2 separate regions of the Athene noctua genome follow, and region 1 is linked to region 2. A link is a contact called in public Hi-C data. All regions are on one chromosome and are shown on one strand. The core of a region is the stretch at or near the end of the contact, and the rest is flanking DNA. Distances in the headings are between cores, read along the strand shown.

Region 1 (5,371 bases), core at 2,604-5,103, 200 kb after region 2:
AAGTAACAGTTCTCCTGTGTTTATATTTCCAATGGGTGCCTTCAGATTATAGATCGTGAAAATAAGGAAATTATGGGCAACTATGTCTAATTTTCTTTTAAGGAAGTTGGAATACCGAGAGCTGGTTAAGAAACCAAGGGGATGAATTTTAAAAATAGCATAGACTGCTCTTAGCACAACTCACTGCCTTGCAGCACCACCTATAGAGGGGCCGTGGGAATCACACCCATTGCCAAAACCCAGGAAACTCCCCGTTCTCACTGCCCAAAACCTGGTTCGGGGATTAACACACTCTGGGAACTGCGACTTTGACGGCCCTGAAGTCAGAAAATCTTCTGCTACAGGATAAAGGCAAGAATATGGTCTATTTTTCAAAGAGCACCACAATTGCTATGCAGAAAACGGAGCTCTAGCAATGACAGAGCTAACTCGGTCACTTTGCTCATTTTTTTTTTTTCCTTAGAAACTTTCCTGCAGAAGACCTTTTCTGGCAGCCAAGTGTCCCAGATACGAAAGGATGGTGGGATTTTCCAGGGCAAAATGCACTTAATGGTCCATTAATCCTACCTTTGGCACAAGCCGATTGTTCAGGCTTCAAAAGACTGCAATATTTCACCTCCTCCATGTATCTACTCAATTACACAAGATAAAATGTCATGGAGATCGACCTTCATCTGATCACTGAAGCATAAGGTCTATTTGCCCTTAACTTAGTCTGGGTAGCTCAACAGTGGTAGTAAAGGGACTGGACTGTAAGAAAAGAGTTTGCAAGCATAGTTTAAAAGCTGGCTTTTGAGATACGGCTCTGATTATCTTCCCATTAAATAAAAAAAAAAAAAAAAAAAAAAAAAGCTTAGCTATTCACCTCAAAATAGAATGTTCTTCTCAAATATGGAGTATTGTTGTCTTCCTCCAGAAGGCTGATCCAAATGCCACAGTAGTAACTGGAAAGTTCCCACCATTTTGGATCAGGCTCTGGCTGTGGGAGGCGGTGGGTGCAGGAATGTGCAAGTGCAGGCAGCATTGCTATCTCATTGCTCATTAAGAACAGCAGAAAAGAACAGACACTTAAAAAGCAGATAAAAGGGCAAAGGAGTACACAGGCTTCAAGCCTATGGCAGTAAGCTTTACACCAGGAAGCAACAGCCCAAAATATTAAAAGTATATGCGTAGAAAGGTATATTTAGGGATGTGTGCTGTCTCAGGAAGGGAAAATACGATCCTTTTTTATGAATAGAGTGTTACCTTATAATGCGTTTGTTTGCCCTTGCTGTGTCTGTAGGAAAGATATACCAGGACCTCATTCCCCTGATGATTAAACATTTTCCTCTAATGTCCAGCCTACATTTATTCATTACCAGACAGAATAGATCTACTATCTTTTCTCTGTTTAGAAAATTAGTTACCTTACAAAGTCACCAGGTTAGTCTAGCACTATCCACTTTCAGTAAATGCATGTTGTATTTTAGCCCGTTTGTATCTGCCATCATGTCTGGTATTATTCTTTCCTGCTAAATTTATCTAAAAGTCTTGTATTTTATTTGGATCAGACTTCAATCATTTTTCCTCTTTTTAAATGCTGGAACAATTTTTCCTGCTTTCAAATTGTGTTGTGTTGCTCCTGCAGTGATGCTGTTACACAGCCAGATATAATCTTGATAGGTCAGTGCTGTTAGACATCTGGGTCAGAAATTAGAATATTTCAGTTGAAAGGGACCTATGATGATCATCTAGTCCAAATTATTGTTGCATTATGACCTTTATGATTTGTTCCGCTTGGATGAAATAATTTCTATCTCCATGCATTCATTTCCTCTATGTACATTTCCACTATATATTATGCATTCATTTGTGTCCTGCCTCCCCCTTTCATCACCCCTACCTCTTCTCTCCTTCATCTCCTTGTATGTACGCCCAAAGAACATTTTGTTACTTGTTTTAATTTCCTTTGCGAGGTCTAACTCGGCTTTACTTCTGGCACATTTCCCTTTATGCCTATACTTCCTAACTTCTAAGACATAGTTTTCTTTGATTAATCCTTTTTTCCATTCCTTCTACTCCCTTTGCTTATTCCTAATATCCACTTTGAAGTGGTTATTCACTGAGTTAGGTCTGGACCCCTTCCTTGCAGAGTTTTATCCCTCTGTGTACAAGTCCCAAATACTTTTTATAGCCTCTGCTTAAATTCCAAGCCTGCCCAACATTCAAACCTTTTTCAGCTGTCAAAAATCAGGAAGGAAAAGATGTTAATTGCTGCTGTGTACCAACTTCCAGCGCATTAAGGCTTCCCATTGGGTTCATGTTCACCATCCCACCGTGAGATATTCCAACTGGTTTTCCCTGTGCGCACATCTAGAGCTAAAAGATCACGGGGAAACTGCCGATGGCAGGAGAAATTCCTCTCAACCTACGCCCATAGCAGCATGCCAAGAGAACGCTAGAAGGTCATTAGCTGAAACTGTTCTCATAGAATAAAAAATTGTTACAGTAGATTAAAAATTAGCATGAAGAAATGAAGTACGTACATATATTTTTAAAGCCTCTGTCAGGCAGCCAAAATGAAAACAGATTTCACCAGACCACGAAATATGAAATGCGTGCGTTAGTCCTTGTATGACTGGAGCTTATTTCCTTGCTAAATTCCAAGTTTCAGGTCTCTCCCGCTGTGGCAGAAGGGCTGCTCAAGAAAACTCCCTATATGTCTTATAATAGCAAAGGAATCCTTTTTTCTATTTCTCACTGTACAAGTTTGCCCAGGCGGTTAGATAAAACGAGGTAACATTTCTAGAAAATGCGGTTGTGATCATAGTCACTGTTCCTACCATATGTGTAAATACTAGTTGTTTTGCTGGGAGGGGGGTTAAGAGTTTAAGCTGGGGAGTCTCCTGACAATCAGTGTGCAGCAGCTGTCCTGGCCGTGCCGGGCAGCCGTCACTTCTGTTTCCACAAGGGACATGTCGGACCCCCCTGGGGGCGCGGGCACAAGGTGCAGACCTGGCCAGGGGTGCGCAGGAGGGAGCCCAAACCCCACCTCATGTCCCATCAGCCCCATGCAGGGGAGAGCCAGGCCGGCCTGACAAAGCTGCAGGGGGAAAATAATTTCAGTCCGGCTTATTAAAAAGCCTCTTTCAGAAAGTTCAAACTCAATACTGTAATTTTAAAAGGCTTGTTCATTTTCAGGGAGCATCCTGATTTTTGAATAGTCAGAGCCAGCAAAAAGAGCTGTGCAAGGTTTTTGGGAAAACAGAAAACTCACTGAGAGGAAATTGGGGAGAACTTGGGGCGATTCAGATGAAGAAAATAAATGGGAAGAAAGAAGCTATCAAACCAAAATGGTCCTACTACAGTATTTTACTTTGAACCAGACTTGCGCCTTTTGAGGATGATTTGAGGATGCTTCACAGCAGTGAGAGGAGCACGTTAACTGACAAAGCTATGGAAATAGTAGGGCTTCTTTGTACGAAGCCACTTTGCCAAGTTTCCGAAGGCAGGGCCCCGGCCCAGCTGCCCACAAGGGAGCCCAGGGCCGGGTGTGCGGGCATGGAGGCTGCCGTGTCTCCTAGGCCCGCACCTGGCTCTCGTCATGGCAACCACCGTGAGGCCCGAACGTCCCCGTACCCCGCCGCTACGGCCAGAAGCGGCAGGAGTCTGGGGCCTGCCAGCCCTCAGCCGGTGTCGCTGCCCTTGGGGCTGGACGCGGCGTCTCGCTGCCGCCGGCCCCAGCAGGGCCGGAACGTTGGTGCGGCGGCCGGCGGGCCCGGGCGGAGCGGAGCGGGGCGGCGCGCGGGCCGGAAGGCGCTGAGCGATGCACAACGCGGAAGTGAGCGGGGCCGTTGCTGCGGCTGCAGTCGGATCCGGGGGGGGATGGATGGGGCCGGCGGCCGGGGGGGCCCGGCGCTGGGGGCCTCCGCCCGGGCCCTGTGAGCGGCCAGCGGGCGTCGCCGGGGGCGGCCGCCGTCTCTGCCCGTGGGCCCCGGGCTGAGCTAGGGCCGAGGGCCCGGCAGCGCGGCGCTGAGCGGCCCCGGGGCGAGGGGCCCCGGGGCGGTAGGCCATGGCCACCCGGCGTCTAACGGACGCGTTCTTGTTGTTGCGGAACAACGCGGTGCAGAGCCGGCAGCTGCTGGCCGAGCAAGTGAGTAGTTACGGCTCCTCCAGCCCTCTGAGTTCACGTAGCATGGCTGCTGCGGTGAGTCTCCTCCCTTCATCCTACTGTACCTTGCCGCGCCTGGGGCTGCCAGGCAGCCCTGCCCTGTGCCCCGCTCCTCCCGTCTGGCCCTCCAGCCTTCCCGACCCCCCTCCACCGCCCCGGCCCTCCCCGGCTCCCTGTCTGCGAGCCCTCTCCTCCACGTCCCACCGGCCTCTGTACTTTCCCCCTCTGTCCCTCCCTCCCCACCTTGTTGATCCTTCTTTCCTACTACTTCACGTAAAACGAATAGAAGAGATCTGTCCTTGTGCTGATCACATCTCTATTCACTTCATGAATAAAAAATACAGTTATTGTTCCAAAACTTCATGTTAGCACTGACATGAGGTTTTTTTGTCCACTGTGCTTTTTGGCCTCCTTTCCCCAAAGAAAAAATACGAGTTATTCCATAGAGCAGAACTCTTCTATTCACTTCAGTGTGGGCACTGTTAAATACATTAGTGTAGATTATTCCCATTGCTTGAATTTTTCCATAATTTGTTCTGGTGTCCATTGCCCTTGTATTTTTTCCCCCAAATGCAAATAATAATGTAAGTCTTCTGTGAAAGAGGGGAGTCAGTAGAATCTAGTGTAAATCCTCATCACAGAAACTTCAAAAGTGTCAGTTTATGTGGCTTTTTCTGTTGAGCTAGTCAGACTGTGGTGGACTGCTTGGCAGCTCAGCTCTATGGAGGTTTTTACACTTTCTGTTCAAACTTACCATTTATGTGTAGTAGGCACCAGTAAATATCTGGTGGCAGTCTCATCGTTCTAGATTGCTTTTTATCAATGCCTTTTAGTTGGGAAAAGGAGCACTTCGTGCTGCAAATTTTATTTTAACCAATGAATTGCTATTGAATGGTCTTTGTTCATTGTTAATTTTATTACACCCGTGTCTAACAAGCTATGTATTAAATTGCATTTGCAGAACAAGAAAATGTCAATAGTAACGTGTAGTATACATGTTTAATTTGGCACTGTATTTAGTTCTTGTTAACATGGTTTTTGCCAATATCAATATCACTTCTTCAGATCCTTGGATTTTTTAAAGTATCATAGAGAACAGCTAGTGATAGTTTAAGCTTGCATACAGACTACTGAGCAGTGAAACTGCACTTTTACTCAACAGTGAGTGCAATAACACTTAGCACTTGCATGAAATGTTTATTTACAGTGTTAACTAAAGCT
Region 2 (5,167 bases), core at 2,341-4,840:
GACTGATAAGAACTAAGCATTTCTAGATAATAAGAAAATGGCAATAAATAAAATGAGACTTGAAGAGGAAAGTAAAAAAAAATTGGAATCCTGTTTTCCAGTATGAATTTCTCTAACACCAAAGGTCATTACACTTAGCAAGTGTTTGTCTCATGGGTATATCAGAACCCATGTGCTGAATACATTCTCCACCTCCTAACAAAATACTTAAGGCCATTTGAGTACAGTTCTGTGGCCTGGGTAAGCAGGAAGGTGGTATGCTGTGCAGTTACAGCCAGAGAAGAAGTGTTCTAATATTACCATGTCTCAGGAGAAATTTGACAGTTCCAACACGACCTCTGTGGCTGGCAACAAGCAGTGCCACAAAAGCTTGGTGCGCTACCCGTTCTTCTCTGCTCTGGTCCCAGTAACTCTGCATATGGCGTGGTGTCCGCAGAGTCCTCTGTACTCCCAGATGGGCTGGCTGCAGAATAAACACAAACCCTTTAGTCTCTTTCAAAAGAGTAGTCTGATTCTTTTTAGGCATCAATAAGGTCTCATACCTGTACTTAGGGGATGCTTCCACACTGAATAAATCACTCCCAGATCAGCTAAATAACACCTGCTTGTTTCTTATTCTTCTGCTCCGTCTCAGCTCTCTACTACCTAATGATATTTATTCATAGCCATCCCTCTGAGGGAACATTAATTCGGGTTTTCCTTTTGTATGTAGTTACTAAGCACCACAGAATCTTCTAGAAATTGTTTCTCTTTGCAATCCCTGTCCTTCTCAAATCTGCTGGAAACTGACCTGAGCTTTCGGGGAGAGGACACAGACAGCATTGGCCACAGAAGCCCAGGCTCCTTAAGAGGCAGACGAGACTTTGGGCCTTAATTCCAACAGGTAACTTGTAAACCTGTGCTGCCTCAGGACACAGTCACGTAGCACATTCTTTCCCAGAAGGAGCTTTATTTGGTAATAAACCCAAACACATCACTAAAGTGTTGCCAAGAGGCCTCTTAGGAACAATATTCAGGTGCCTCATGCTGCTGTTCTTCCTGAGAAACCTTTTCCATGTCGGGCTACATCTTCCACAGTGCCCAGTGGTTTTCTCATCTGGTAAGTGGAAGGACATTATTAGAACAGCTGGATGGTTATTTCCTTAAAAGAAGGGTTTATTTGATTTGAAAAATCAGCGTCAACCACCTTTTTGAGGAGATCTTATGCCAATACACCTTTCGTTTCAAATGAGACCATTTGTCTCTGTGGCACATCCTTCTGTTTCCTGCTCTACACGGAGTAGGAAGAATCTTTAATGTACAGGAAACTCAAAACATGGGGGAAAAACAAACCAAACCATTTGCCCAACAGCAAAACACAAGCCATTTGTGGCATGAAACAGAACAGCTGCTTGCCAATGGACCACAGCACTACCCAAGAGTTAGCGAAAGGAGGTGAAGAACCCCGCGATATCCATTGTAGTGGTTGGGGAAACAAGAGTAATAGAATGTGATTAGCCCACTTGTAATTTGGTCAGGGCAAGGGAGATGATGGTTCTTTATGAAAGGTGCCAAAGAATATTGCCTGAAGACATCTGTTCAGGCCTGGAGGTTTACAGGACAAATCAGGTAGAGTACCTTGTACTTCTGCTGAGACAGTTCAGTCCTAAAACCAGAAAGCAGCATGCCCTCTACCAAAGCACCACTGAAACTGTTTGTTCTATAAAAGACCCAAAGATTTCTTACTAATCAGACTTGACAGGATTGCAAACTCAAGAGAGTCTGTAAGCTAGCACCAGATAAAGTGGATGAGACAGGGAATGCCTTCCGATTCTGGATTTTGGTAGTTGTGTATCGAGTCCCATTCTTACTCTGGAGTCAGTATGGCCAGAGGAGGATGGACTGTGAAACAGCTTCTGCCTCTGATCCACATAACAGACAAATCACTCAGCCTCACCAGAATACCCAAGAACAGGTAATCCCAATCTTCTAATGATGTTTTAAAATAATCCAGAAAGAGGCCTTGTTTACATACTGTGTATTATTTCTCCTACTGATATGTAAAACACGGGGATTAAGTATCTTTTGTTGAGAACACATCAGAAGAGTAAAGTGACAGACAGTTGAATAAGAAATGCAAACGTTTTTTGGCCATCAGGATAAGTAAGAACAAGGAAAATAATCTGAAAGTATTCTCACCTCACTGCTACAAGAAGTTACAAGTCAACGAAAAGTACTTGCACTGCAAGGGGATGTGCTGCTTACTAGTAACAGCAAAAAAGACCGACTCCCTGGTTTTGGATTACCAGCCCTCTCAAAATTACCCTTTCATTGTGAACTGTTGCCACTACAACTAACCTACTTAATTTCTATGGTAAGTCTCTTCCATTAGCTTCTCCACAGTTTGCTCTATCACGTCTTGCTTTGTAAGAGTACTCAGACCTTCAGCAATAGGCTTTTAGCTTTTCCACATCCAGTACCCCCCGTAGTCACAGTCTCTCCTTTTGCAGCAGCTGCCCCAAGGTGCCTCCAGCCATCTTGTCACCAGATGCACATTGTAATCCTTCTGCCGGGGACACTGTCATTGCCCTTAACCACAGACTTGTCCGGTAGAGCTACTGTAGGGAGTTAGGAAAGAAAAGCAAGTCAACTTCTCCTCATAGAGCACAACCACCAGCTTAAAGACAAGTTAGTGGTGACTGAATTCTCTTAGCCGTGCTGTTGTGCTCTGATTTTACTCTCATAATGCACCAAGGTCACCTCGGGTCCCGTTCCGCTAAAGCTGTGAACACACAGGCACACCCCCAGCCCAGAGAAAGCCACAACATAGTGCACTTGGGGCAATATGGTTGTAACCCACAGAGCTGCAGTTAACACATGAAATGCTAAGGCCATAGGAGAAACATTTAACTGTATCCATACATACATGGTGTCTTTATTCTAAAAAGAAAGCACCAAGTTTGTTTGATCTGCGAAAGCAAATAATAAGTTATTTCGTTTTAAATAGGTTTAAAGAAGTGTCAAAGGCGCTCTCTGATTGTTGCCTGCAAAGTCAAGTACCTCACCACCACCCACTCCACTGATGCAGTGGGAAAAAACACTGCTCCACACAATAACTGTGGAGAGGTCAGCCAGAGCCTTGCTAGAGCTGTTACAGGCTGAGGTGAACCAGCCAGGCACAGGTACGGGCTGTTGACAAGGCTAAGCAGGAATTTAAGAGGTCAGCATTTGCTAAACCTAAAGAGACCCTGTTGAGCAGGCCATTACCTGTAAGGAGTAGTAAGCAAAGTTAAGCATTAAGTCAAGAGCTGAATTCCAAGTGCTGTACAGCAAAAAAAGAGGAAACCAGAACCCTGACCTTCATCCAGGACCTAAATGTAGCTATAACTAGCAGATATACTCCAAGAGTCACAGAGGTTACAGGTTCTCACCTTCATCCAGGTACTGAAGCCACTGGAAATGAAGGGGGATCCCAGTCAACAATTCTAAATGGGACTTCAGCTTCTACACAGTCAAGTAATTCTGGCATTGAGGCAGTGAAAAGATCTCCTTAGTTTCAGGTAGGTGGAGCTGGACAGTGAAGGTCCATGGGGGCGAGGACAGCATGGTCATGAAGTGGTTCCTGACCAGGAAAAGATCGTGAGACTTGCCTCTTCAAAAAAGCTTGTGATCTTGATAAAGGCAGGGGTCTACATCTGGTAGTAATTCCTCCCTCCCCCATTGATTCCCCTCATATCGCCAAAGCCCTCCAAGCATAGATCCCCACATGCAGATGTGTGCATAAGCACATCACAGCATCCGAGCAGCATAAAATACCACCACAGAACTGGGCTGCACATGTGATAGAACAACCTATAGGAACTTAGAGTGCACCAGAGGGGTTAAAGGCTTTTATTCCTGCCCATCACTGGATTTTCACTAGGATGACAATCTTACTCAGAGAAACAAATTAGTAACTCAGGTAAATACCCAAAGTTGCCTGTGTTTTATGTTCTTGGTTCCATCTAGATCTCAATCTACATGTTTAGTCTAATGCACAATAAAAAGATCATACAGCTGTTTGTTTTCAGTTTACTACATAAGGGTCTTGTGCCCTAACCCAAAGCATGTGGGCAGGCTTTACCAGGGGCTGCAGGGACTCTCCTCACTTTTGCAGCAGCTAAAATCCTGCAGAGAAGAGAGTGTGGAGGTCAGATATTCTTTTGCAGCAGCTGACAGAGGTTGCAGAGCACAGGATGGAACAGCCAGCAAGTGTCTGAAACAGCCCGAAGGGTGACTGCAGTGGTACAAGGTAGAGAAGACTCTTGAATTAGAAGCAAAATCCACCAGCCAGGTGTTGATTATGGATTTCCCTTCCCCCAGGGCCTAACAAGTACACAAAGTCTGTTAATGTAGGATGTCTGAGAGCAACACCACACAGTCCAGAACGTCCCTCCAGGCTCAAGTTTGGAGAGGGAAGAATTCAAGATCAAGATCTGAATGTCAGTCTCACCCCGCACACACAAGTTCTCTTCATTTAAAATGTATCTGTAAGATTTTCAGTTCGGACAGTGATTTTAGTTCCAAAGCACTTTCAGCATGCTCACTTCAAGAAAAAGTGAAAGATGGGTTACTTCAAATCTCTGGACATTTAACAGATCTTTTACTACGCAGTATGACGAATTCCACTCACAACCTCAGTTGGACAGATGACAGCATTTCCACCAGGGAGACGTTTCTTTAACCAAAGAAACACACTCACATCCCACCTAGGACAAAACTCACATTACCACAAGTTGGTTTATAAAACAGTCACAGGATTTATTGAGATAAATACAAATAGAAAGTTACATAGATTCTCTATTCTGACAAATGACACTTCCAGAGTGTCCCCACTTACTCAAGCTCCAAACACCACTGTGCACAGACACAGCTGCCACCGGGCAGCACCCTGCCCCGTGCCAAGCCTGTCTGGTGCTGAGATTCCAACCAGCCTCAGCTCTAAGCCACATGACTAACATGCTTTGGATTACAAGTGCTTGATCATTTCCTATAGCATCCAAGCAATATTGCACCCACTAACGTTATTTTCATGTTCCTTAGCTCAAAATGTTTAAAAGTGATGTTCTTGCTGCTGTTATGGATCAACTACCTAACTTTGCTCCATCTGGCTTTTAAAATACATATATTTGCATAATTTAAACCACCC

Evidence for each region. A called contact is a pair of places that touch in the nucleus more often than the background predicts.
Region 1: a Hi-C map of heart shows a contact between it and region 2, with 3 times the contacts expected there. The contact joins the promoter of STX16 here to the promoter of ANKRD60 in region 2. A contact is called at or near these places in 2 of 2 Hi-C or Micro-C datasets (heart and liver).

The regions. Positions count from the first base shown.
Region 1 is chr16:11,798,269-11,803,639 of bAthNoc1.hap1.1, forward strand. It overlaps STX16 (syntaxin 16), which reads left to right and starts at 3,854. Exons shown (of 9, transcript XM_074920398.1): 1 at 3,854-4,132. The coding sequence starts at 4,052.
Region 2 is chr16:11,601,616-11,606,782 of bAthNoc1.hap1.1, forward strand. It overlaps ANKRD60 (ankyrin repeat domain 60), which reads right to left and starts at 3,591. Exons shown (of 5, transcript XM_074920607.1): 1 at 3,411-3,591; 2 at 2,460-2,597; 3 at 391-463; 4 at 301-389. The coding sequence starts at 3,591. LOC141967095 (serine/threonine-protein phosphatase 4 regulatory subunit 1-like) reads right to left here. Exons shown (of 19, transcript XM_074920472.1): 19 at 4,755-5,167.